Regions from separate parts of the Mus musculus genome. Here all the other regions are linked to region 3. The links are chromatin contacts, called in public Hi-C maps. All regions are on one chromosome and are shown on one strand. Each heading gives the region's core, a stretch centred on a gene start, on an enhancer-like site or on the middle of the called end of the contact. The rest is flanking DNA. Distances are from core to core; before and after follow the strand shown. Region 1 has its middle 110 kb from the start of Scg2. Region 2 overlaps Wdfy1 (WD repeat and FYVE domain containing 1). Region 3 overlaps Gm38631 (a long non-coding RNA gene). Region 4 has its middle 48 kb from the start of Gm24160. Region 5 has its middle 17 kb from the start of Scg2.

Region 1 (4,834 bases), core at 433-2,932, 610 kb before region 3:
AATAAAAAAAAAGTCCAATGTGAATAGGATTTCAACTATAAACAAACAACTAGGGAATATAAAGACTGAAGCAAGAAAAAACATTCATTTAGAACAAGTTAGAAATGATACAACTTCAGTGGAGAATTATTTTGGTTCATGAAATTTAGATTCTATTTTAACACATTTTACTGGATAACGTGCATAGACACATCTGAAAGAAAATTAAAGTAAAATATAATCTATGTGTTTAGAAGCCTGGAAGACACATTCCCGGGAATACACACTCAGCTCTCGGGCATCCTCACAACTCAGAATCTTATTAAGAGCATGAACATTTTGAAGACAATTGGTGTCAGTCACAAGCTGCATCAGCACAGTCTGGCCCAGTTCATTGATGTTTTCCTCAGCTCAGGAACAGAGCAAAGTTGTGGAGCTCAGGCTTGTCTTCAGGTCTGTGTTCGGTGACTCAGTATTTCTCCTCACTCTTCCTCAACATCCTTCTCTCATCCTTTAGTCACCAGTGTCACTTCTGTCTCCTAATGGTACAAGGGTTTTTTTGAGTTAGAAATTGGAAATGCTATTCCTATTGGTTCACAGTAAAAGAATCCTTTTTCTCTGGATGAGCTCACCCTGAAAGCTAATTTAAAAGGTGAATGTGAGACCCATGTGAGTACAAACTATTTCCCTATGTACTTATTGCTTATCCTAAAGGTAATAAGAATCATTATCACCCAGAATCATTATCAACATTTTTTTTTTTCATAATAAATGCTGGCGTGTGCTCCATTTCGAAAGTGGGATATAAGAAAACTGATGTTCAGTTACTCAAACCTGCAAACCACATGAATCATAAAGATAAGGTCAGGGTCTTCCCATTCTTAAATCATATATTTCATGGCATCATATTTTTTCTACACTAGGAATCTCCTCCAGTGACAATCTACTCCAGTGACAACAAACATCCCAGGTATCCCCTAGAGTCTCTTTCCAGACCATTCTCCCAAGGCAGGGCTATCATACTACATTGGAGACCTACTGTGCTCTGACCTTCCTGAAACATGGTATTGCTCCCATATCCCATCAGCAGCAACACTGTCTTCAAGCACTGTAGCTTATAAGCTACCATTTTAAACAGACAGAATTCTACCCTGAGATAGATTGCATCTGTCTTTATAAAATTGTTCCTTTGTCTTTCTAGACTGCCATTTTCAGGTCTTCACACGTGAAGCACACTTCTTGTTTGATAAACTGAAGATAGAGTCAAGTTCACGTTTTCACTTTGGGATTATTTTATTCAGAAGCATTTTGTGACTTTGGAGACCCGCAACACAGAAGAGATGACTTGAAGGAGTACCTGATTAGCGCTGAATAATTCAGAACTAATCAGAGCATATTTTAAGCTGGTTGCCTAAGCTAACACGTTCAGAACACGAACCATATGATCACACAGGAAAAAAAATTAAAAGAGGAATTCTGCAGCTAAAACAGATTTAGAATTAACATTTTAATTGTAGCAACACTTCACAGCCCTCTCATTTTCTTTGTCTCCCACAGAATGTGTTTCCTCCCCAAATCCTGATATTTTAATTTCTCTCTATGGTAGTGGTTATTTTAAGCCACACTACCATTGCTTCTCATCTCGGTACATCATCGGGGAGAAATATGACAGCTCAACTCTGCACAGTCCAGGCAGATGAGAGCCAGGGTGAACAGCTGCTTTTAGGGACAGCAGGTTGGGGAGGGGTGACACTGCTCTGGGAATCAGAGAGATATTAGGAAAACAACCAATGGGCATCATTCCATAGAGGCCATGGCTCCAGCCACTCCAAAATATGAGCTAGGAGGAAGAGCTATCAAGTAAGCATGACTAACTAAAATATCCAGACCTCGATGACCTCTTTTAAAAGATAATGACAGACGACTAGGCACACTCCATAAACATCATGCATCATGCCCCAGTAAAGACACTGATTCTCATTTTAGAATGTTCTTGCCTCCTTGAATTGCACGAGTATCTATTTTTTTTCCTGACAATTTTCATCTTTATACACACTCAAGTTCCTGGCAAGTGATGTATATCCTTTATTCCCCCACCCCCTTCCTCACTTTCTCAATTCTTTTTCCCTCTTCTATTTCCAGTTTATATCATCTATTTTCTGGGTAACACAGGGTGAGGGAATAAAGGGCTGAAACTTTGGGAATGCCAGGACTGGATGGCTGATGAATAAGGTGATTTTCCCAGAATCTCTTCAAGATGTTGTCCTTATAGAACCAACAACTCAAATGATTCTAACAGAAGGTTATTTGGTGCCTGTCTGAATTCATAGCCTTTGCATCCATTCTGAAGCAGTCAGAACTCCAGGGAGAGGAAAGAGCTCTGCAGATGCTTTTAGGAGCCGAGTCCTTTTACCATTTTCCAGGGAACCAAACCCTACTTTTTAGAAACCCCGGGAGAAGGTGAGCTAGATTTAAATCAAAAGATCCAATCGGTCCATTACCTTGTGATCTTTCACTCTGCTAGAATATTCAAGCATTCCTTTCTTTAACGTTGTAATTCTTTACTGTGGAATAGCTTGGGGAGTCAGCTCTGTTCTAAGAAGCAGAACTTATGATTGAGCAAAGAAACATAATTTGTATTATAGAATTCTTGCTATAATAAAAAAAATCCTTAAACAGTAAAAAGAAAAATTCAAGAATTTATTTAACAGTTTTCACACTTGTTAAAATGAGTCATAAGAACTGGGTGAGCATGACGTATGTAATTGTGAGCAGGCCCCAAGGCAAGCATAGTACAATCTGTTGAGAGGCAGAAAATTAGTCAACTGTTAGCTGAGCAAATTGGGCAAATAACTTCTCTAAGTTATCTAAGTTCAAAATGAAGGATTCCATAATCTGATCCTCTTATCACATTTTAATATTTCAAACTAATTTAATTAATAATTAAATTATTAATTTTAATATTTCAAATTATGGCTGTTTGCACCTTTCATTTATCTACATCATCTCTAATAAACTTCTATTATTTCTCTACTTACTGCTCCATATAGATCTGATTTGAAGACTAAAAAAAGAAAAGACTATAATCTACCTTCCTGGTACAGGATAGACAACCCAGAGACAGGTAAGATTAATATCAGTTCTAATTTCTTTTAAAATGTCAAAGATTTATTTTCCCATTTTTGCAGGCTGCCACGGCCATTTTTGTGTTTTAGATACAATTTAATTTGAAAGCACCTGACATTTTCTAAATCTTTGAAGGTTATGTTTCCTATGCCCATCTTGAAGAATTTGTTGAGGGTGGAGAGCTAGCTCTGAATTTAGAAGTTCTTGTGGCACAACCAATAGGACCAAGGTTTGGATACTGGCACCCACACAAGTTGGAAATCATGCAAGCCTATATAAGCCCAGCTTTGAGAGGAATGGAGAGAGGAGGACTGAAGAGGCTGGCTTGTTTGCAGCATAGCCAAGAAAATGTGAGCCCCATGTACATGGAGAGACCTGACTCACAGGAACAAGTAGAGCATGACAAAGGACACCTGGCACCTCTTCTGGTCTCCATGGGTACATGTGTTATGTACACACATTCCAACATAAGTGCACACGCGCACATGCATGCACACACACACACACACACAACTAAATCATTCTTTAAGAAGGAACTATATTTGTTACAGTTGGTGTGTATGCTGTTCTGTAAAAGGCATTAGCAAGGAATCACCTTTACATCACGAGCTCACAAGTTCCCTTTCAAAAGGTTGTGACTCCGGCTTTGGTAGAAGGACAGAAGTGGTTACTAAAATGTTGGAACTCTGAGTATGCATCTCTGTAAGACTTGATACAGTTCTATAATTCAAGGTAAGAGTCCCAATGGTTACTGTAGAGGCATTGCCTGTCTTAGCTAGCTACAGTGTATCCCAGTATTAACACTCTGTGCTGGGGCTCACCAATCTCTCTCCTCCAATGTGCAGAATCAGTTTATGAGTTCCCCATTGAATGAAATTCAAGGCAAGAATGATAACATGCTAATTAACTGTCACATATATTCTAAAAGAGTTGTTATCCAACCATATGAGTTGAATCAATGTAAGTTACATAACCACACATGTTTTAATGTGACTGGTGATTAACTCTACTGAAACAAGACATCCTTCACATTAGGCAAATGAGTACCAGAGAAATAAAGCAATGTATCTAACTCCAGGAAGGTACCAGTCAATTTGAAAAATTCACTCCAATTGTTTTTATTTTGAGGGAGCTCTCTTTAGTTTTCTGTTTTCTTTTTTTTTTTTTTGTTATAAGATAAATATTATTTGTGGTCACTTATAAAACTGATCACAAAAGGCTTTGTAGCTCCTTTTGCTAAGAGGGAGAGTCTATTTTTCTAGTTCTTCAATATGATGGGATATTTGATTTACTTTCATTAAAGAAATACTGTGGAAGTGACACTTTTCCTATCAAAAGTGCTTTGTGTACTTTCATTGCTGTGGAGTCAACATGTATATCAGATGGGCAAACTCCAGCAGGCAAAACTAGATGTCAAATATTTGTGACTTCAAACCAGCTGGGAATATCCCAAACTAGCTCCAGCCAGAGGAACCACCTAGCTGAGATTAATTGACTCTGTCAACCATATAAATGAGCTAAGCTAATCTTATTGCTTTGTGCTGAGGACTTTGGGAGATCGTTTTTTAAGTAGCAGGAAATGCCTGACATTACTGTTCACAGTGCCACACTAAGATGGTCCCTGTTAGTTCATTTGACCAAAACCTTTCTATTCTATGAACTTGTGTTTCATAGACCCTGCTATTGAACTAGCTGGAAATGGCTTAACTAAGAAGAGTGGAACAGATAG
Region 2 (4,950 bases), core at 1,972-4,471, 980 kb before region 3:
AACTTAGTTACGGGAAAGACTGGAAAGACCTGTGCTCTTTCTTCACATGGTCTTAGGTAACTTCATCAGATGTTCCTGATGTGGACAGATCCATTGGGAGAAAATGGCTGTTATTTTTTCCTTCTCCTGAGCCATGGCTACAGTAGCAGAGGTCTGTGTCCCCACCCATGACGGGCCATGAGCTAACAGAGGGAGGGCTGCACCATGGCTCTGACTGTGGCAGATGCTCACTGGCATCATTTACTACATTACATCATTGCTCATGATCTCCTCCAGTGCACTTCTTCCTTAGCCCTATGGGCCCATGGTTTTATGTCTGTGTACCAGGCTCTCCAGTGAAGGAATACATTATTTTTATGCTGAGTGTCTTAACCTTTTTGAGGTCTTGGCTTTGGGACCAAAGCCTCTACGGTTGAAACCTTTTGTACAGCCTTGTTAATTATAAAACCATTGCTATATTTTTAGAAGATAATGGTAACATTATTGTGTGTAAGCCATCTACATTGCTAAAAGATTGCTTCTCTCTTAGGCCTGGCTACAGTCCGCACATTTCACCTGTCTTTCTCTTTGTTAGCCGGACTTCTCTAGCAACATTTCATGAAGGAAAACATAACATTTCCCATATGTCCATGGACATTGCAAGGGGACTGATGGTGACCTGTGGGACAGATCGTGTTGTGAAGGTAAGCTGGCCTGTTAGCATCTCAGCTGAGATAGAGCTGTCCTCAGGCTATGAGCGGGCTTCAAGGCATTTCTAGTGCCATTGCCTTTGCTTGGTATAATCAGTAATTGCCTGTTCAAAGCCCTGAATGACAGAGCAGGTATTTGTGATTTCCTAACCCTGATGGGGACTCGCTGTGGGTGGGTGGGTGGTCATGATAGTGAGGGCTAGGTGTCTCTTGGAACCTGTGGATTCTGAGTTGGCCTGAGGGTTTCCCGTCCCATCTGTCTTGAGTCTTTGTTAGTCTATAACCTTTCCTGTCTTCTTGGCTAATGTTCCTTTACATCCTATCCTATTTGTGAAGAATAATCATATTTTTTAAGTTAAATTCTTAGATCACAAACAGAAATTGAAAGTAAATCTTTTATACTTAGTTACATTGTAAAACAAATAGTTTCTATTTTTATACAGTATAGTAAAACATTATTTTCAGGATTCAAAATGCTACCTGGAAGTGGTTTGTTGTCCTTGTTGTTTCGGAGGGTTTTTTTTCAATGTAATTAGTTAACTACGTTGCTTTATTTGTATATGAGTCCTAAGGAGGTTCTCTAGCCAAAAAAGACAAAGCTGTCAGTACTAACTGTTGAAATTAGACCCCATGATAAGTGTTTCTTCTCCATGTGCCTTCCTTGTAGATATGGGATATGACTCCTGTGGTGGGCTGCAGCCTGGCAACTGGATTTTCTCCACACTGATCCCAGAGCTGGGTGATGTCTGCTACACGTGATGCATAGCATCCTCCATGAATGGAGACCCTTCATGTAGCTCAACAGCCACTGTCGTGTAAATGGACATTAGACGCCTAAAAAAACAAATCAATATTTTTTAAAAGAAAAAAATCTATATAAAGGTGTGTTTGGGGGTATTTGTGGAAATTGTCTAAAAGGTCTGTCCACAACGGACTCCTAAGGAGTAGAATTTCCTCAGCAAAACTGCCTCATGAACATTGAACCAGTGGGTAAGGAGGGAACAATGAAGGGTTTAGAAGGAAAAATTTTTAAATGAAAAAGGTTAGTGCTTAGAACTTCTTAAATGCAAACCCATGAGCACACATGGAGTCTCCCGAGAGGGTCCTTGAGGCCCCTGAGAGTACTCAGATACACAACCAGGGGCTGGGGGAGAGCTTTCTGTCTTTCTTCAGGGGAGGTGGCCAGATGTGAGAAACCTATGCTTGCCATACAAATGTCCTCTACACCGAGTTACTGATAAACCTCATCAAGGTACCTGTTCTGTCAGGTGGTGTCCTAATCTGCTCTTGGGTTTGGCTCACTCTAGTTGTTTCTGTCCCAGCCAGTGTCCCCTGGGTGAACCTTTACAGCTGTCATATAACAAGACAGAGCACATTCATCTCCTTCTCCCAAACCTGCCCTGTGGACAAAGCTTTCTTTTATGGTGCTGATGTACAAGCCTCCTGACATTTTTTTTCTTTGTAGCTAGTCATGACCCATGGCAAACTCAGCTACCACCATGGTGGTGATGCGTGCCAGCAGCCTACTCCATGGAACAGCCCAGTCTTGCTAACTGATACATTTGTTTGTAGTCCCAAGACCAAGCCCTTGTTATATGGTAGCAAGTTATGCCCCTCAGAAGTACTCTGGCGCTTCTGTATTATGTTGTAGCTGTGACCAGTGTTAGTCATGTGTCATAGAAAGAAATTGGTGGCCCATTGCTAAAATTATCAGTCAGGTCTTGTACAGTAATCCCTAACCTGCAAATCACTTACATAGCATTTAGAAAAGCTGTTGTATGAAATGTGTTGTCCAATTTTTGGCCAGATTACCAAGAGATGTTTGTGTGTGTTTGTGTAAACAGAAAGTAGCACATGAACTATTCCAGTAGAACCGTGGGAGCCTGCTGCTTGCCGGTAGGAAAGGCCTACTGCTTTAACGGATGAATAATGACTACCTACAGCATCCGTGTGACTCTTGCTAATGGGTATGGATTTAAAATCTCACTGTAGCACTGTGTTGGGTTACATCAAGATCAAGGCCATTCTGCCAGAGAGGACTAAGGCTTTATCACTTTACCAACATGGCTAACAAGGAGGTGGCGCACGCCTTTAATCCCAGCACTCGGGAGGCAGAGGCAGGCAGTTTTATGAGTTCGAGGCCAGCCTGGTCTACAAACTGAGTTCCAGGACAGCCAGGGCTACACAGAGAAACCCTGTCTCAAAAAAACAAAAAACAAAAAAAAAAAAAAAAAAAAAAACAGGCAGAAAAGCTATGGGGTCACAATGGATAAAACACAAACAATGAGGAAAGGAAAGGCAGCCAGGCATAATGGGCTCTGTATTTACAGAGAGCTCTTGACTTGAGAAATAAGACCAAAGGATGTTTTGCCCCCTTTATGTTTTATGTAGCGTCACTTTTAACTGCTGGTTTTTCATTGGATTCCCCTTACACTATACAAGATGTGGATTGCTCCAGTGCTTTGGACAAGAGAGTGGGTGACGTCGTGAAACCACAATGTAGAATGCTCTCCTCGCTGCTTGGTTTAGCTCAGCCTGTGGTTCTGCCCACGCAAGGGAAACAGACCATGGCGGAGTCATTGCCCTGTGGAATAGTGCTGAGCCAGGCGTGGGTTTATTTTCTTAAAAGCATCTGTAAAATGTGACTTTTGGATATCTGTGGTAGATCAAACTGAATATTCCCTCTCCTTTTTAAAGCCTCCTGATAGAAAACCCCGTGCCTCATAGAGAGCATGTAGTGGTTGGTTTGAGCCTTTTAAGAGGCTATTAGAAATCAAGGAGGAAAAATTATATTTAAAGAAGAATTAGAGGGAGGGACCTTAGGAGGGAATGCAGGCTGAATGCACTTCGCTCCTCACTTGAGCCTGTGGTCACATCTCCTTTCAAAAACGTGCTTGCCAGGCTCCCCTATGTGTCAGGTAGCAAAGGGGGCCATATTTTTTATAGAGGGTGAAGATTATATTCTCAAGTTTACTGACTGAAGGGACAATAAGGCTCAGGCTTTTTGCCTTATTTGGATTCTGTTGCTAAACACATCACTTAAGAGAGTTCCTCAAGTAACAACTATGTCCTTTCCATCCCAGAATTCTCAAGCTAATTTGTACAGACAAGGATCAAGAAGTAGAGGGTGTTAGACAAGAGTCTTGAACTTAGATCTAGTATGTAATAAAGTGATGCCGAGTCTTTATTCTCAATGTGTTCTTTACTGGTCCTTTATTAGTTGGTCCTAGTGATAGCAATAGGCCTGTATGTTGGTAGAAACCACTTCTTATTCACTAGACTGTAATTGTTTACTATGTCCCAGTTTTAACTTGCTGCCTAGTGGGCAGCAATAGACACTGTTGCTGTAGACTATGCTTTGTTCTCCCGCACCAGTGATTCAGTTTGTTAACATCTATATTTATTAAACTTGTCAAAATTGATAAATAGAGTAGCAGCTCAGACCCAAGAAGATATTTTTGAAAATCAGGGTTTCATTAAAAGTACTTTCTAATATCTCCTAAATGACAAGCATCAAGTTACTGTTAATGACAGTGATCTGCTCATTCTACATGGGAGGCTTAACAAATAAGTAATATATGCTGACTTCTGCAAGTGTCTGTTGCTTAATTGTTAATTGTGAGCAGATTATTGAATGCCTCATCTATTTTCTGCAGTTTACTACACAATAACTCTTTGAATAAGTTGAAGTTTAATCGTGCAACAAATTTCTATCAGAGAACAATGTAAAGTATTTTACTCTGTAGCCTTTTTTTGTTTTTTGACTTGGGAAGCAAAAGGTGACATTAAGTAAGTCAATGTGTCCTTGTACAACTGTGTTTCCATAGAGTAGGATGCCTTGTGTATCCGAGAGACGCTGCAAATTTTTGTTCTTTCTACTTGTGGGTTCCATTTTTGTGGGCTTTTTTATTTTATTTTTAGTTTTAGTTTTGAGAATACACATATAACAATAAAATACCCCTTGCTTGTTCCTTAATTTGTGTAATTTTGTTTGCTCTGGATAGAGCTCGGGACACGTCTATGTTTGTCACACTTACGTGTCATCCTGTGTGCTGGGCAAGTTACCTACATTATCTTGTTGAATTCTAGCATCACCCTTCAAGTTCATTTTCCATTTGCATTTTACAGATGACAGAATGAAGAGTCTGTCTGGTCTGACTTAAGAGCAGGCACCTTCTCCATGGGCCCTGTCTTACAGTGCTAGCAGGTCATGCTGTTGCAAATGAGGAGTCTGTCTGTCTCTGTCCATGTGTCTGACTTA
Region 3 (4,842 bases), core at 746-3,245:
TCAGCAGGCGTCTTCCTTATCTTAGCTCGGAAACGCCTTCATTTCTATTAAAATGTGTGGAATCATTTCTGTCAATATGCTATCCAGGGCTAGTCAGATTCGTGGGGGAAATCTCACCAGTGGTATGTGTGCTGGGCTTATCAGACATGGGCTGACCCGGAAGCTAAGGGCTGGAGGAAGGGATCATCTCACTGCATAAGCATCTCTGATGATGGTGACAGACAAGAAGCTTCGGAGACCCTGGGAACAAGCCATTCTCGGGCTCAGAGTCACGGGTTCTGCATCTGAGGCTCTATCTGTTGTTTGATGTTTCTCCTTACAGCACTTACCAGGAAGCTGATGTAGCACAGAGCCAAGCAGAGAAAGAAAGGTGGGTAGCCAGACCTTCTGCTTACCCAAGGGTCTCCCTGTCCCGCTGCCTCACAGCACCCCCTGAGAAAGCCTTATCAGTTTCTCAAACAGCCTCTGAACCTCTTCCCTCCCAAAGATGAATACATTAGATCCCTTCCAGCCATGGAGTTGGTTGTTGTTGTCGAGATCCTTATACACACAGCGTGAGTTTGTCCTCTGGAAATAACTGGGAAGTATCCAGGAAAAGAATTACTGCAAATAAACACTACAGTGAATGCTCCCTGAAACCTGATGCTAGGTCTGTGGAGTAGCTGTTTTTAAAAAAAAATCACAATCGTGTGTGTGTATGTGTGTCTGCGTGTGTGTGTGTGTGTGTGTGTGTGTGTGTGTGTGTGTGTGTAAGAGAAGCTGAGGTTTTTTTTTTTAATCAAATTTAACCGAGGCAATAAATTAATTTTATATTCCAGTGGTAGAAAAATAATCTGGTCTCTCATCTGGAAGCCAGGAGAAATACAAGTTTCTCATTTCTCATCTTGGGAAGATGCCAGGGGCCAGTAGGTGGGAGAGGTGAGGGGGGCAAGGGAGAAGTTTTTCTTTTCTAATCTTGTTTTCTTTTTTTTTTTTTTAAGTTGTATAACACGTATTGTCCTGCTTAAAACTCCCTAAAAAATAAAAAAAAAAAAAAATAGCTTAGTCTCCGGCTCCAACCCTCCATCTGCTGTAAGGCAAAAGTCATGGAAACTGCACCTAGGCCAAAGGAAATGATAAAAACGGTTTCCGTGATGCCAAAAAGGGACATTGGTCTCCACACAGAGGCATCTGTCAAATGCCAGCTCGTTTCCCGGCTGATTCTCCCCAACTCTCGCTATTTCCCATCAATATTGTACCAACCTTCAAAGCCCAGCTCAGCAGTGCCACTAGCACCTAGTGGATGGAAGGAGGCCAGGCAGGAAGCTGGTATGCCTTTTGTCCCCTGAACAGCAAACAATCCCAAGCATGGGCTGCAAAAAGGCTAAGAAAGCCTGACTGAGTGCTAGTCTGGCTGGGTGCTGGCCTGGCTGGGTGTTGGCCTTGGCTGGGTGCTAGTCTGAGTGTGTGCTAACCTGGATGGGTGCTGGTCTGGCTGTATGCTGGACTGGCTGGGTGCTGGTCTGGCTGGGTGCTAGTCTGGCTGTGTGCTGGCCTGGCTGGGTGCTGGCTCGTTACTGTTTTGGTAGAGTGCTAACATGGCTGAGGGCTGTTTTGGTAGGGTGCTGGCCATAACCCTCTCTCCTACAAGGTTTGATTTCATCCTTCTGCTTTAAAGTCCTGCTTCTCTCAAAAAAAAAAAAAAAAATGCATTCTTCAGTGGGGCAGACACTGTAATAAATAACTGCAAACACCTGAAATTAAGTCAATGTAAGTATGAAAGTAAAAGCAGGAAGTAATTAAGAAGATGAAAATTATTATTATCAGGAGTTGAAGGGAACTGTAAATATAGACAAAAATATTATGTATAAGTAGAGACTGGCATGGTGAAACCTGTCATAATGTACAATTAATATATACTAAGAAAAAAATCATTTTGAAAAATCCTCCTTTTCGCCCCAGCCTCTCTCTGACTCATATCCTGCTCTCTAGCCCCACTCTGCCCGGCAGCCAGCCTGGCCTCCTTGGTCCCTTCTCAGGGTTGCTACATTACTGTACCCTCACAGGAAGTCTCTCCCCTAAGGTTTTCAGGGCTTGCTCATCAAACCGTCAGGTCTTAATGAAATGTCATCTTTCCCAGGAGGTCTTCTGGGACCATGGATTGAAAGGAACATCCCTCCACTCCCACCTGATGCCCCCATGATATTTGTTGCCATCTGACACACAGGTTATTTATCTTATCTAAGCTGTGATCAGAGTCCCTGTAGGATGGATGCAAGCTCTTCAAAGACAGGGGATGATTTTATTACCGTTGTCACTACACACAGCTTAGTGCACATCATAGAAAACGTCCAGTGTGATGAACAATTAAACCACGAGTTAGACCTGAAAACTGCCTTTGTACAGGAGTTAACACGCACACCCCGTTTTCAACACCCTATCTGTCACTGATCTCTTGTACAAGCCAGAAAGAGTCCTTGGGGTTTCCTACACATTTCATTTAGTTTGTTAGGACTTCGACTTTTCATTGTATATTCATGCAGAATGCTCTAAACGCCAGCTATCTTGTGAAGACTGTAAAGGCTTCATCAAACCAATCCAGCTTCTTCCAGACCCGAGGCTGTGCTGCGCTGAGACGCCATGAGCGGGGTTCCTCCGCCATCCAGTGGACACCTATGGAATTACAACTACGAAGAAGATTTCCTGCTTTCACGCATGCGCTTGAGAAATACCTGCTTATTGAAGTCTCTTCCCCAACCCCAAAAAGCACCCCACCTCATCCTCTGGCCAGGCCTCGGTTTCCAAACGTCCCTTGGCTAGAACTGTTTTAAGTTACTGATTTTCACTCACATGGAAAATGAATTTCCTCCTGGCCCAACAAGCAGGACTCCATCCTCCCAGCTACCCCTAAATTCGGAAACCCTGCGGGGGGCGTGGGGCAAGACTCCAGGAGCAATGTGGGGGAGGCTGGCGGCCCTCCAAAATCAAGCCTGATGCGCCAGCTTGGGACGTCCTAACATATATCTTTCATTCCAAAATCAGAAGCCAGGTGCTAGGTATAAACTCTTAGGAGAGAGTTGTTTCAGTCATTCTGTATCAAGACCAGCAGCGGGTCCTTGTTTAGAGGGCAGAGGTGAAAGGCGGTTCCTTTAGAAGGCAAGATGTTGAAGCAGATTGAAGGGTCAGGTCTGTGACACAGGGCGGCAGGTGAGGCGGGAGAGGCGTCTAAATTCAACTTCACAGGCATACGAAATACCTTTGGCTCCGCCTAGCTAGCTGTATGTGACAACACAGAGTACTGAGGGGAAAGGATCCAGGACGTAGCTGAGCCACCTCAGCTTAGCCTGTCTTGACAACAGCCATCAAAAGAGGCTGGGAAAAGGCTGAAGACCAAATGATGTGGCGTGTTGTCATGAGACAAACCTCTTGAAATGACCCCCATGTCTTACTTATGGGAAGGAATCGTGTTAGTCAAGATTTTGGAAACTGCCTGCTTTTGCAGTATCTATAGAAGAAATGAAGTAGAGCATAGAGTGTTAAGATTTCGTCTTCATGGATACAGAAAATGTGGTACATTTACACAATGGAGTACTACTCAGCTATTAAAAAGAATGAATTTATGAAATTCCTAGGCAAATGGATGGACCTGGAGGGCATCATCCTGAGTGAGGTAACCCAATCACAGAAGAACTCACATGATATGTACTCACTGATAAGTGGATATTAGCCCAGAAACTTAGAATACCCAAGATACAAGATACAAAGCACAAGAAACTCAAGAAGAACGAAGACCAAAGTGTGGGCACTTTGCCCCTTCTTAGAATTGGGAACAAAACACCCATGGAAGGAGTTACAGAGACAAAGTTTGGAGCTGAGACAAAAGGATGGACCATCTAGAGACTACCATATCCGGGGATCCATCCCATAATCAGCCTCCAAACGCAGACACCATTGCATACACTAGCAAGATTTTGCTGAAAGGACCCTGATATATCTGTCTCTTGTGAGACTATGCCGGGGCCTAGCAAACACAGAAGTGGATGCTCACAGTCAGCTATTGAATGGATCACAGGGCCCCCAATGGAGGAGCTAGAGAAAGTACCCAAGGAGCTAAAGGGAACTGCAACCCTATAGGTGGAACAACATTATGAACTAACCAGTACCCCCCAGAGCTCATGTCTCTAGCTGCATATGTATCAGAAGATGGCCTAGCCAGCCATCAGTGGAAAGAGAGGCCCATTGTACTTGCAAACTTTATATGCCCCAGTACAGGGGAATGCCAGGGCCAAGAAGTGGGAGTGGGTGGGTAGGGGATGGGGGGGGGGGGGTATGGGGGACTTTTGGGATAGCATTGGAAATGTAAATGAGGAAAATACATAATAAAAAAATTTAAATAAAAAGATTTCATCTTCAAGAGGGAATATCCAAATCACCATCAGAAGGAGAAGGAGGAAAGTCCACTGTAATGGAAAACTGGGGGAAGCACAACCCAGCTCTCTTCAGCACCCAGCTATCCAACCTTGGGTTCAGCCTCCCTGGGTGCCATGTCCCGCCCTGTGAAATGATATGGTGAGCTGTGATAAGCAGTTCTGCAACTCCTCAGAAAACTCAGCACAGAATTCCCATGTGACCCCAAATCCTGCTTCTGGGTGCTTGCCTCAAAGTGAAGGCAGGAACTCAAGCAGGCATCTACACTGTCAAAGGTACAGACACTCCAACGCCTATCACCAAGGGACTGAATATACACAATGTGGTGTGTATGATGGTTATCTGGGCAGTGATTGTGTGTGGTTTTAATCCCAGCACTCAGGAGGTAGAGGCAGGAGGTGAATCTCTGTCTTTGAGATTAGCCTGGTGTACAGA
Region 4 (5,087 bases), core at 1,543-4,042, 840 kb before region 3:
AATAATGCAATTCACAAACAACAAGTGCATTAAAAATTTGTTTGATTGTTCACTATGAATTGAATACAATAGCCCACACCTAAGGAAACAGATTCAAATATTAGGTGGCTTAACTATTTCCTAAGGATGAGAAGGAGCAATATTTTGAACAAACGGAGACATGTTATGTCAATTGCTAAGTCATCTGGTGAGGATAACAGTTGCTATAGCAATCCAGAGACAGAACCCACCACATGCTAATTTCTGTGTCAGGCATCCTCTGATTCCTGCTGCCCTGAATTTATCCAATTTCTATATCTAATATTACCTGTGTGGTCCATGGAGTACTACAGCAATGGCTGTTGATTCATCTGCTATACAACAATCCATTTCGTCTGGCTCAGGTTTAAGTCCCCATTGTTCCTTTCCAACTACAATCACCTCCTAAAATAAGACTATAGACTACAGACACCAGAGAGAAAGGCAGTGCTTTTACCTGTAAGGTTTGCTGACCCTGTTTCTAGAAACATACTTTATCAATAAGAAGTTTCGTTTATAATCTAAACAGGACCCTAAGCACACTGCTAAAGACAGGCCCCGAGCTAGACTTTAATGCTAGCAACCTCACTTCTTAACTGTGTGACATTGACAGTCTATGGTCAACTGTATTTTTATCCCATTCTCCATAACCTAGAGACAATTATACTTTCTTTATGTACTTTCAATGAAGACCAAATAAGTCAACGTATATTACAAAGTATTTAGTATAGTAGCTGGCACATATAAAAGCCTTCTAAATTATAGCTGCTGGAAGAAGCTTTAGTTATGAGGTATGTCGGTCCCTTCCTTGCCACGAAACTGTGTATTTATGTAGGGATGCTGGTTGTGGCTCCATTCTGGCCATTCCTAACAGATAATGTAGCAGAGTAAATTCTATGCTAGCCTCTGGCACTTCTTTTTTTTTCTTTTTTTCTTTTTTTTTTGTTTTTGGTTTTTTGAGACAGGGTTTCTCTGTGTAGCCCTGGCTGTCCTGGCACTCACTTTTTAGACCAGGCTGGCCTTGAACTCAGAAATCCGCCTGCCTCTCCCTCCCAAGTGCTGGGATTAAAGGTGTGTGCCACCATGCCCGGCTGCCTCTGGCACTTTTTCTTTCTTTCTTTCTTTCTTTCTTTCTTTCTTTCTTTCTTTCTTTCTTTCTTTCTTTCTTTCTTTCTTTCTTCCTTCCTTCCTTCCTTCCTTCCTTCCTTCCTTCCTTCCTTCCTTCCTCTCTCTCTCTCTCTCTCTCTCTCTCTCTCTCTTTCTTTTTTATTAGCCTGACTCTTTGCTGCTGGCTTTAAGTACCAGTGTTGTGCTTATAACTGGGCAATGCAGCTATGTTTTTGGGACTCAGCTGGACAAATGTGGAAGCTACTCTGGGAGGAGCAAGAGAGACATCAGCGAGTTTGGATGGAAACAAATGAAAGAAATGAACAGAGGCAGCAAAACACATTTTCTGAGACTGTTTGACCAGCTAATAAAAGTAGCTTGATAGTGACTAGTTTTATCATCAATCAACTAATTCAATTAGTTTTTTCTTGTGATGAGATCTATCTATATAGCTAGGCTGGAGTCAAACTTGAGATGCTCCTGCTTCAGCCTCTGAAGTACTGGAACTGCAGGTATCTGCCATTAGGCCTAATTTTAAAAGAATGCAATGAGGACTAAGAAATTTGGCATACTCCTTTTACTTTGTTGTCCTGAAAACAGATGAAAAGAGCCATGAAAGACAGGATGATAAAAGAATAGAATGATAAAGTAAGTTTGTAAGACCCCCAAGAGAGTTTTCCTAACTGTCTCCATGGTTGATAGGGTAGGAATGTCTCCATCAGAACTCACATTAAAATTAAAACCTCATTGGGACTTAATAAGAGGTTTAGGTCACCAGGACAGAGCCTTCATGAATGGGTTCATCCATTCACAGATTAATAGACAGGTAAGTTATTTCATCATTTCAAGAGTGGCTTTGTGATAAGATGGAGTTTGGCTTTATCTCTCATATGTACTCACTGTATGGCCTCCTTTTATTCTGAGGACCATTCCAAGAATACCTACCAACAAGCTGTCTACCAGAGATGGCCTCTCAGTTTTGGCCTACCAAGCTGCCAACATTGTAATAAAAAAATTCCCTTTATAAGTTGCCCTACCTCAGGCTTTCTGCTCTATTTTACAGAAGCAGAAAATAAACCAGGTCTTCCTTTGCTTTGAAACAGATGCTTATCCATCGCAAATTCTATTGTTTAAATAAATATAGAAGAACAGAATGTAAGAGAATTTAAGACTATCTTCTTTCTGAATGACTATTTTATATTTTATTGACTAAAATCATTAAACATTTTCTACACCCTAAGGAAGCACATTTTGTGATGTCGCCTGTTGCATAGTTACTGTGATTACTAATTTAAATGGCTAATTTGGCTTCTTCTGAACATATTGATTTATGTGCTCCTTAGGGAGAAAATCATAAATTATCTCATTGGGGTTAGATGGTTCCTGTCAGTCTAGTAAATTTCATGCTTAATACAGACATGTTTATCAGAAAAATCCAGAAGCCCATTAGAACTTCATGAGTTCTGAGAGTGAGGATCGTTGTTAGATTGAATCAAAAGCTATAGGATTCAGAAATGCATTGCATGTGGGAAAACAGCAATCTTAATGTTGCCATATGTTCACTGTCTTTGCTTCTCAGTTTCAAACAAACTCTAAGTCAGGTTGGCTGGATGTGAAGCCAGAGTTCAAACAGGCAAGCACACCAACCTGTGACTCATTTCCTTCCGTTTCTGACTCATAATTCTTCCTTGTTCATTCGGATCGAGGCAAAAGGTTTCAAGATAAACTTCCTTGAAGAGCTTGGCCTTCTTTTGTAAGGAGGCAGGGAGGCACTTAATGTCACTTCCATTGTTTTTTCAGATATGTATTGCCTTCGATGGGCAGCATTGTGACTGCCATTAAGTACTACCCACAGGGTTCAAGTCTCTTTTAGTTTCCATTCTTCCAAGCATATTCTCCATCAGTCTCCAGGATGACACATATTAACTTTCTTGGAACCAATCAGAAGGCCCTCTCTGTGGGAAACTAGTAAATCTGAGGTGACTATCAAAGTTTCCTTTCAATTTTGTTCCCTTTCGACGCTTCCTTTCCATTAGCTATCTGCCAGTTACCCCACCCACTTGGGAGATTCAGCTTGCGATTTCAGTGCTACTTTTCTCCTTTCTTGTATCCTGATGTCCCAGTGCCCGCCAGATTAGTTGCAGAGCAGGGCTGATAGAACCATTCCTAAAGGAACACGGCAGTTGAACTGAAAACAAAGAACAGATGTTGAAGTAGAAAGCTCGGATTCACTGTGTAACCAGAATGTATAAAAGGCATTATCTTGATGTCTATGGGCAAACTTAATTACCCTATCTCAAAATCATGTCTTCTATTTGGAGAAAAAAAAAAAAACTTAGGAGGAAATTGGGTTGAGAGAACAGGAAATAAGTTTATGTAACTGGGGACTTTGAAAGAAGCCAGTTCTGGGGGAAGAAGAGAAAGCTCACTGAGTAAAGAAAGCCTGCTGTGTAGTCTTGAGGACCTATCTGAGTTTGGAACCTTAGCACCCACATGAAAGTTGGTGAGGTAGTATGCACCTATAAACCCACTTGTCCACAGAGGATGGACAGAGACAGATGCATCCTGGATGCTCAGTGACCAGACAGTGTGGCCCAGATGTAAGCTCAAAAACCAAGTGTAGCTCAAAAACTAAGGTGGAGACCAATAACAAAAGGCATCTGAGGGTGAACTCTGACCACTCCTCCTCATATGCTCAGCTGATTGCCAATGCAGATATATTTAAAAATAAAAAAAAAAGAAGCCAACTCTAAATTGGAGTATATTTTTAATGGTGCTTTCCTGTAACGAACAATGTATTCTTAGCCAGAGTGAATTGGACTTGTAAGAACTAAGCTCAGAGAAAACATAGAGCCTTAAGTTCAAGACACTGTCCACCTTGGCTTATCCTAGAGGTCAACACAAGATCAGTTTGAAGGAAACCTCCCATAGTGTCTCTTACGGAACACAGGCAGCTTTATTTAGTGAGGATTTCAAATCCTCAGCTAACAACAATCAGAAGCATATAGCAGGGGAAGGTGGAATTGCACACTTGGTCTTAAGCATAGTCTGTCAACGTAGCTTCTTTTTGACAGCACTGTAACAAACAGTGATGTTTAGCAAGTCCATTTTAGAATATGCTAGAAGTAAAGAAGATAAAAGTATAGGGGTCAGGGCATATCCTATCAATAAAGGAAGTGGATTGCTACCCTGCCCCAACCCAGTCCCAAGGATTGCTTCCACTGAAGCTTGTATTTAACTGTGCCTTAAATAGTGTGGGTACAGAAGGTCACCTAATGCTAGTATCAGATATTAGGGGACACAGTGAAGGCACTGAAAGAGTCTATATTTGCTCTTTCTGAATTGCTCCCAGAATCTTCTCCATCAAAGGGAGTGTCTCTTCTGGTCTAGGTGGATGCTGTGCTATATCCTTGGTAATGAATTCTTGTGACATGCTGTGAATAATTTCTTGCCTTTGCAAAATGAATGGTTTTTCCTCTTGTGATGACTCAAAGCAATCTCTTCACTTTTCCTTAGTGATTCTGATATTGATAAGAATCTAGTTTATTTGTTGTAAGTCCCAGAGGTCAGCTCACAGTGTTCTTCAAAGTGAGTCATAACTGAAAGTTAAATGCATTACCCAGTCCTTAATGAGAAAGTGGGTGTGAGATCTCTCTGTAGTTCATATGATTCACAAGAAATAGATGAAAAGGGCTTGTGGAACAGTATCAATGCGACTGACTGTGCCTTCTCTCCGTAATTACAAGACCCCAATCTTCTTTGGGCTCATACAGTCAATGAAAAATCAGTTCCTGTGGCAAACCATCTCACTTAAATGCATGAGTCAATAACTGGAGCGCCTGAGCATCTTTCAGCTGCAGGAATGATAATTTTTACTTTGCAATTTTATTTGGAACATAGGACATCCTAAAAAGTTTCCAGGGTCTTATATTACTGTGGGATTGGCACCTACAGCAGGTGAT
Region 5 (5,367 bases), core at 32-2,531, 700 kb before region 3:
CAGATCAAACATACCACATCAAATAAGAAAAGACAAAACTGTGTAATCCATTCTCCACACTGTGCAGGCAGTGGGTAGTCTCTGCCCTCTATCTCTTGTGCCATATTTCCCTATCCTCTTTAAGAATGCTGGAGGGATGTAAAAAGTTCCAGAACCAGAATGAACTACTATCTATGGTGTGGTGTCAGAATGGAGGCTGGCTGTGATTTCTATAGGTACTAACAAAGAGGAGGGAAGGTTTGTGGATAATCGGTCTCATCTGGCTTCCAGGGGCTTACCCATGACCTTGCCCTGTGCTTCCTATACTTTAGTGTTCAGATGAACAATTGGGGATCTTGTAATGTTTTTAAAAATAAAAATCTTTTATTTTTCTTTTTGGTGCTCTGGATTGAACACAGGGTCTTGTACATGCCAGAGGAGTGTTCTGCTACTGACCTACGTGGAAGTCTCTGGAGTCTTGCCAGAATGTCAACTGTGGTTAGGTAGGCATTGAGTCTGAGATACTTGATGTAGGTGATGAGGTTAGGCTGTGTGTGAAGAGCAGAGTTTTAGAGTGAAATGTTTTGGGTAAAGGAAGCAGAGATGGCCCCTGAAACTCTATTTTCCTCCAGACATTGAAATTTGCTTGTATGAAATTGAGAAATAAATAAAAAGTTTTGGGCATAGCAATCTTCTGATTAAAAGAAGAATTGCAGCCCGTGGGACCATCTTATGGCTCCTATTGGCATCCAATTACCCTTTAATACTCACCTTCAGCTTTTTTGTCTAGCAATAACAGGTAATGAATCCAAAGAGGTAGGCTTATGCCCTGGTTACAATAACCATATATATTCCGTAATTTTTCTTTGTTATATCTGCATATCTATATTTCCAGGACTTTCCCACATTAGTACTAGTCTTTATGAGCTAAGAATACTTAGTCCATGAAATAATCTGTGTCATTTTAGACTGTGGCATTGATTCCTCACCAGGAGGATTGCACTGAATTTATATTTATCTTTCCTGTGAAGGGAACAGTTTGGATCTCTGATAACAGGCTGCCCTAAATAGCAAACAGGGCAAGGACACCCTTCCCAAGGTGCTGGCATTTTTGGTTATAGAGACTGCCTTTCCCTCCAAAGATACAACTTTTGTTTTAAGTGAGAACAAGGACAGAGGCAATATTTCATCATTTATCTAGGAACAGCATCTTTGAACTTCCTTTCAGAGTACTGGAGGAGGCCATGAGAGAGAAGGAGTGGAGATGCTGAGCACAGTCATGTGTCTGCACCCACATCCTGGCCTTGTAATCACATCTATTACTTGTAAAAGGAACAAATGGTGAGTCAGGAGATCTTGCATAGGTCACTGGGTAGCAGGAAGTACAGTTTCTGCTATAGAGTTAATGGAATTGATTTATCTAATCATACACACTGCAAGTTAAACACGCTCTCTGTCTCTAGTCTGTTCTTGCTTTTGATGAGCAACTTCCTCAGATCACTAAGAACAAATAATTCTCCTAGAAATGAGAAAAGTGAAGGAACATTAATATAAAAAGAAACCAGAACAAAGGTGTTATTCATTTCCTGTCTTGTGCATATGCATCACCCCTATAACACTGTGGGTTGCCCTTGGTACCATGACAATGCTGTACACATATCTTTGGGCACCTTGCCGTCTCATTTTATCTGCAAAGAAGAATTAATTGGTATACCTTGATGCATAGGGCTTATACCCCAGGTAACTATGGTTCAAAGAGAAAATCACTTTAGATTCTGGGATGCAAAGCCCAGTTCTGAATGCCATCAGTGAGTCTCGCCACAGTGTTTCATGTGCATGATGCCTGATCCTGTTTCCTACTCCTGAGACGCTGAGAGTTAGTCTATGGGTGGAGCTGCACATAGAAGATTTGCCAAGAGAAGTATAGATTTGGGGCTGTTGCTCTGGTGGTCAATCTGTTTAATGTTTTCTTGAAGTTTTCAATGATGTATGACAATTAGACAGTACATTTAAATAAGCTGAGAAGGGCTTTTGTAAACATCTGGCTTCTGTCATGATCACAGAGATTTTAGATCCATGTGAAGAGAACAGTGTGGTTTTTCTCTTCACAAGGTTAAATTGGAAAGGTTTAAGCAGTGGTCTAGTTCCCTGTCCAGCCCCTTTGACAGTCTAGGTACAAAGTCTTTCCTTTCAAAGGCATAAGTATCAAACAACATACACCCAATCAGGAGATGCTGAGAAGCTGACCCTTCACAAGTCCCAGTGTTGGCAGGAAAACAGAGGCTGTGGTTTTTGTTAGCTTCAATTGTGATGCTATGTTAGGCCAAGACTTTCTATCTGACATTTTAAGACCCAGAAGCTCAACACACTGCCAACTGGTGGAGGCTCGGGCTGAGTAGGAAGCTTCAGAAGTTAAAGGCTAGGTTAATGTGAAGTATATGTGTAAATAAAGACAAAGTGTTGCTGTCAGGGAATGTTTGGTTACTGGGGTTTCTTTGCTACAGTAGTTTTTATAATTTATTGAGTGACTCAGGCCAGTAGCTGGCCATTTGCTCTCTGACAATTTAAAAAACTTCACAACAAGTCTTTCAACCAGAAATGATCTCAGAACTAAGAACACTTGACTAGTAATGGCTAAATTACGGGCTAAACTTATTGGTTAAGTAAGCCAGTAATAGGCTTTTAATGTGTTCAGAACGTTTCTCCCGTTAACATCAAGTAGGAGAACTCTAGTGGCAAAACTGACCATCACAAAACTAGGATCTGCAAATCTCCCAAGGTGACCAGTAACTCTATCAAAAGGGAGTGCTAACATTATGGAAACCATTCCCAAAGGCCATGTCTTCATGTATGTAACAGAAGATTCAGTTACATAGCAGAACTTTTTACTTACACCAAATTGCCACATTTCTAAGGCAATTTGGCTGGATTTCAACTTCAAGCAATGTCTGTTAATACTATGTTGTCTTCAAGAGGAAATCAACTTCACAAATTAAGTATGCCAGTTTATTATCAATGATCTAGATATTTTCATAGATGATCAGTTAGTTCGGTTCCAATATTTTGATACTTCTGATGCTCTCTCCAGAGTCCTGGGCATTTAAATCCATTTGTTCCATTTTACCTCACTGTTGTCTTAGTGGATTTCCAGAGGGTAATAGAGTGGAGCACATTAGCCTCCCTTAGTAGATGGGGGTCTAGATTTGGAAGTGACTGTCCTATCTACATCATCCTCTTTGCCAAATAAGGCATGAGAACAGCTAGATGGGAAAAGAGGCTCCTTATTTTATGGAAGGAGCTATGGAGTCATATTAAAGGTTCTAGCTATAGACGGGTGGGTTTTACTTTCCTAACGCTGCGACCCTTTAATACAGTTCCTCATTTTGTGGTCATCTCCAACCATAAAATTATTTTGCTGCTCCTACATAACTGTAATTTTGCTATGGATTATGATTTAAGTATTTATACTTGACCCCCAAAGGGATCAAGACCCATAGGATGAGAGCCATTACTATAGATGGGTAGGTAACCATGGGCATCTTAACAACCTGGAACAAAAATTTGCTCTTAAAACCAGAATCCATATTTTGAAATGTTCTGTGTCCTAAGTAAGCCTTTAATACAACCATTCTCTAACCATACAGCATTTTGGTAGATTAGGGAAGTCTTATTGTCTCTTGATTTAGCAGATTTTTAGTGTTCACCTTGGCATCGATTTGAATCTACCCTCAAAAATGATCTCCTTATATTGTACCTGATCTGAGTCTGTCACCAGGGGCTTAAGAGTTTGCCATAGTTTCTTCCAGTCTGGTAGACACTAGAATCATGAGCTTGTCTTGGAAGGTGCTTCATAGTCACACAGCAATCTCTTTTCAAAGAAATCTCCTGCCACTCTGCAAAATATATCTTTGGACCACAGTAGATATTTTTACCCAGAAGTTTCCACATTTATGCTGATTTCTTACTCTATTTGAGACTTTATGCATACTACTTCTTTGTCTGAAAAAGAATCCTTCATTAATTACCACCCTCTTCACTCTGTTAAATTTCTTTCTGGCAAGCAATTCTACTTTGAGGTACAGGTCATGCCATTTCTCTCAGGAGGCCTTCATTGAGGCCTCTCTATGTGTCTCTCCCTCAAGACATTTAACAAATTTTTTTCCCACTAGCATGCCTACTACAAGAAAGAACAGAACTTCCTTTGAGACTCCTGAACATTCAGATTTAGAAATAGGTTATAAAGGATGGGGAGGTGGCTCAGTTAATAAAAGGCCTGAACAAGCATGAGAGTTTGGATGTCCAGTGCCTAAGTAAAAGCCAGGTATGGGGGTGCACATCATAATTCTAGTGTTGGAGAAGCAGAGACAAGCTGACCAATGGAGCTCAATGGCCAGCCAGTCTAGCCAATCAGTGGTCTCCAGATTCAGTGAGAGGCTCTACCTTATTTCAAAAAATAGGGTGGAGATTGATTAAGGAAGATATCTGACACTGACTTCTGGCCTCTCAGATTATCTTTGCATACATGTGTGTGTGTGTGTCCATGTGTGCACACAGAGTGTGTAGATAGTAGTGTATTTTTGTTGTTTCCCCATATAAGGAAATGAAATAAAGCAAATACAATTACAGAAAGAGCAGAAGAGTTAAATTAACTTTGTTTAGAAGCATACCTGATCCCCTCATGATTACAACTCCTAGAAATTCATTTAAAATTTATCAAATGAAGTCACAATGCAATTTTAAAGCAAGAGGTTACTCCTGGGGTAACCAGGACAGCAGCTCAACTGTGCAAGTCCTATTATACAATATGTAAAATTCAGACCAGTTCCTTGAGTTGTATACTGGGCACTTTTTTTTTTCCTGAAGAATTATAATGAATTCTCTAAAAAGGCTCTCATATTGATGAGAAAGAATTGGTGGTGGTTGTTTTACTGCTATGTAAGAGAGTTTTGATAAATGTATATGTTCAGATATCTAGTTTAAAATCATTTAATATTACAGAAACATAATAAAACCTCTCACCTAGACTTAACATCATTTTATTATGAGTGAATCATAACTTCTATATAAAGAAATGTTACAGGTGTACCTCAAAGCCCCCATTCTCTTCTCATTCTGTTCTTTCATGTAATCCTTTATGCATGCACTTGATGATTGATAAGAGGATTGAGCACCTGGTATTTTACAGACACTAAGTAGGTAGTGGAAGTGTCTACAGATATGTCCTTACTTCATAAAATATACAGCAATTTCTGACTATAAGCTCCATTTCTCAATTGTTGTTTATCATGCTCAAGTATGAATTTACACATTTATAGCACATATGAATTAGTAAGGGATAATGCTGTATGTCTCATAATTTAAATGTTCGTTCTTAACAGGACTACTACG

The links. Hi-C and Micro-C count contacts between places; a contact is called where the count stands out from the background.
Region 1: a contact with region 3 is called in a Hi-C map of muscle stem cells, with 3 times the contacts expected there. The contact joins two enhancer-like sites. A contact is called at or near these places in 3 of 484 Hi-C or Micro-C datasets (cortical neurons and muscle stem cells).
Region 2: a Hi-C map of bone marrow-derived macrophages shows a contact between it and region 3, with 11 read pairs. The contact joins two enhancer-like sites. A contact is called at or near these places in 3 of 484 Hi-C or Micro-C datasets (the 63-12 cell line, B cells and bone marrow-derived macrophages) and 4 of 115 datasets of contacts at active chromatin or transcription factors (acute myeloid leukemia, embryonic basal ganglia, extraembryonic endoderm stem cells and 1 more).
Region 4: a contact with region 3 is called in a Hi-C map of the N1E-115 cell line, with 5 times the contacts expected there. The contact joins two enhancer-like sites. A contact is called at or near these places in 4 of 484 Hi-C or Micro-C datasets (the N1E-115 cell line, cortical neurons and muscle stem cells).
Region 5: a Hi-C map of the N1E-115 cell line shows a contact between it and region 3, with 6 times the contacts expected there. The contact joins two enhancer-like sites. A contact is called at or near these places in 31 of 484 Hi-C or Micro-C datasets (the AML12 cell line, the AtT-20 cell line, the C2C12 cell line and 20 more), 9 of 115 datasets of contacts at active chromatin or transcription factors (SST interneurons, VIP interneurons, embryonic basal ganglia and 6 more) and 2 of 9 other capture datasets (adipose tissue and pancreatic islet).

What each region holds. Positions count from the first base shown.
Region 1 is chr1:79,332,504-79,337,337 of GRCm38.p6, reverse strand. No RefSeq gene overlaps it. Among named protein-coding and RNA genes, the nearest start is that of Scg2, 110 kb to the left of the region's middle. Within about 2 kb of position 1,682, at least 8 of the 459 cell types and tissues checked have an H3K27ac peak or open chromatin away from gene starts, as enhancers often do. A contact at or near this core is called in muscle stem cells, where this site is marked.
Region 2 is chr1:79,701,977-79,706,926 of GRCm38.p6, reverse strand. It overlaps Wdfy1 (WD repeat and FYVE domain containing 1), which reads left to right. Exons shown (of 12, transcript NM_001111279.1): 11 at 575-683; 12 at 1,357-4,665. The coding sequence ends at 1,416. Among named protein-coding and RNA genes, the nearest start is that of Ap1s3, 32 kb to the right of the region's middle. Within about 2 kb of position 3,221, at least 32 of the 459 cell types and tissues checked have an H3K27ac peak or open chromatin away from gene starts, as enhancers often do. A contact at or near this core is called in bone marrow-derived macrophages, where this site is marked.
Region 3 is chr1:78,722,449-78,727,290 of GRCm38.p6, reverse strand. All of the region lies in intron 2 of Gm38631 (a long non-coding RNA gene), which reads right to left. It overlaps Gm33693 (a long non-coding RNA gene), which reads left to right. Exons shown (of 5, transcript XR_865566.2): 4 at 323-370; 5 at 488-632. Among named protein-coding and RNA genes, the nearest start is that of Gm38631, 4.9 kb to the right of the region's middle. Within about 2 kb of position 1,995, at least 102 of the 459 cell types and tissues checked have an H3K27ac peak or open chromatin away from gene starts, as enhancers often do. A contact at or near this core is called in the N1E-115 cell line, bone marrow-derived macrophages and muscle stem cells, where this site is marked.
Region 4 is chr1:79,559,101-79,564,187 of GRCm38.p6, reverse strand. No RefSeq gene overlaps it. Among named protein-coding and RNA genes, the nearest start is that of Gm24160, 48 kb to the right of the region's middle. Within about 2 kb of position 2,792, at least 36 of the 459 cell types and tissues checked have an H3K27ac peak or open chromatin away from gene starts, as enhancers often do. A contact at or near this core is called in the N1E-115 cell line, where this site is marked.
Region 5 is chr1:79,420,790-79,426,156 of GRCm38.p6, reverse strand. No RefSeq gene overlaps it. Among named protein-coding and RNA genes, the nearest start is that of Scg2, 17 kb to the left of the region's middle. Within about 2 kb of position 1,281, at least 3 of the 459 cell types and tissues checked have an H3K27ac peak or open chromatin away from gene starts, as enhancers often do. A contact at or near this core is called in the N1E-115 cell line, where this site is marked.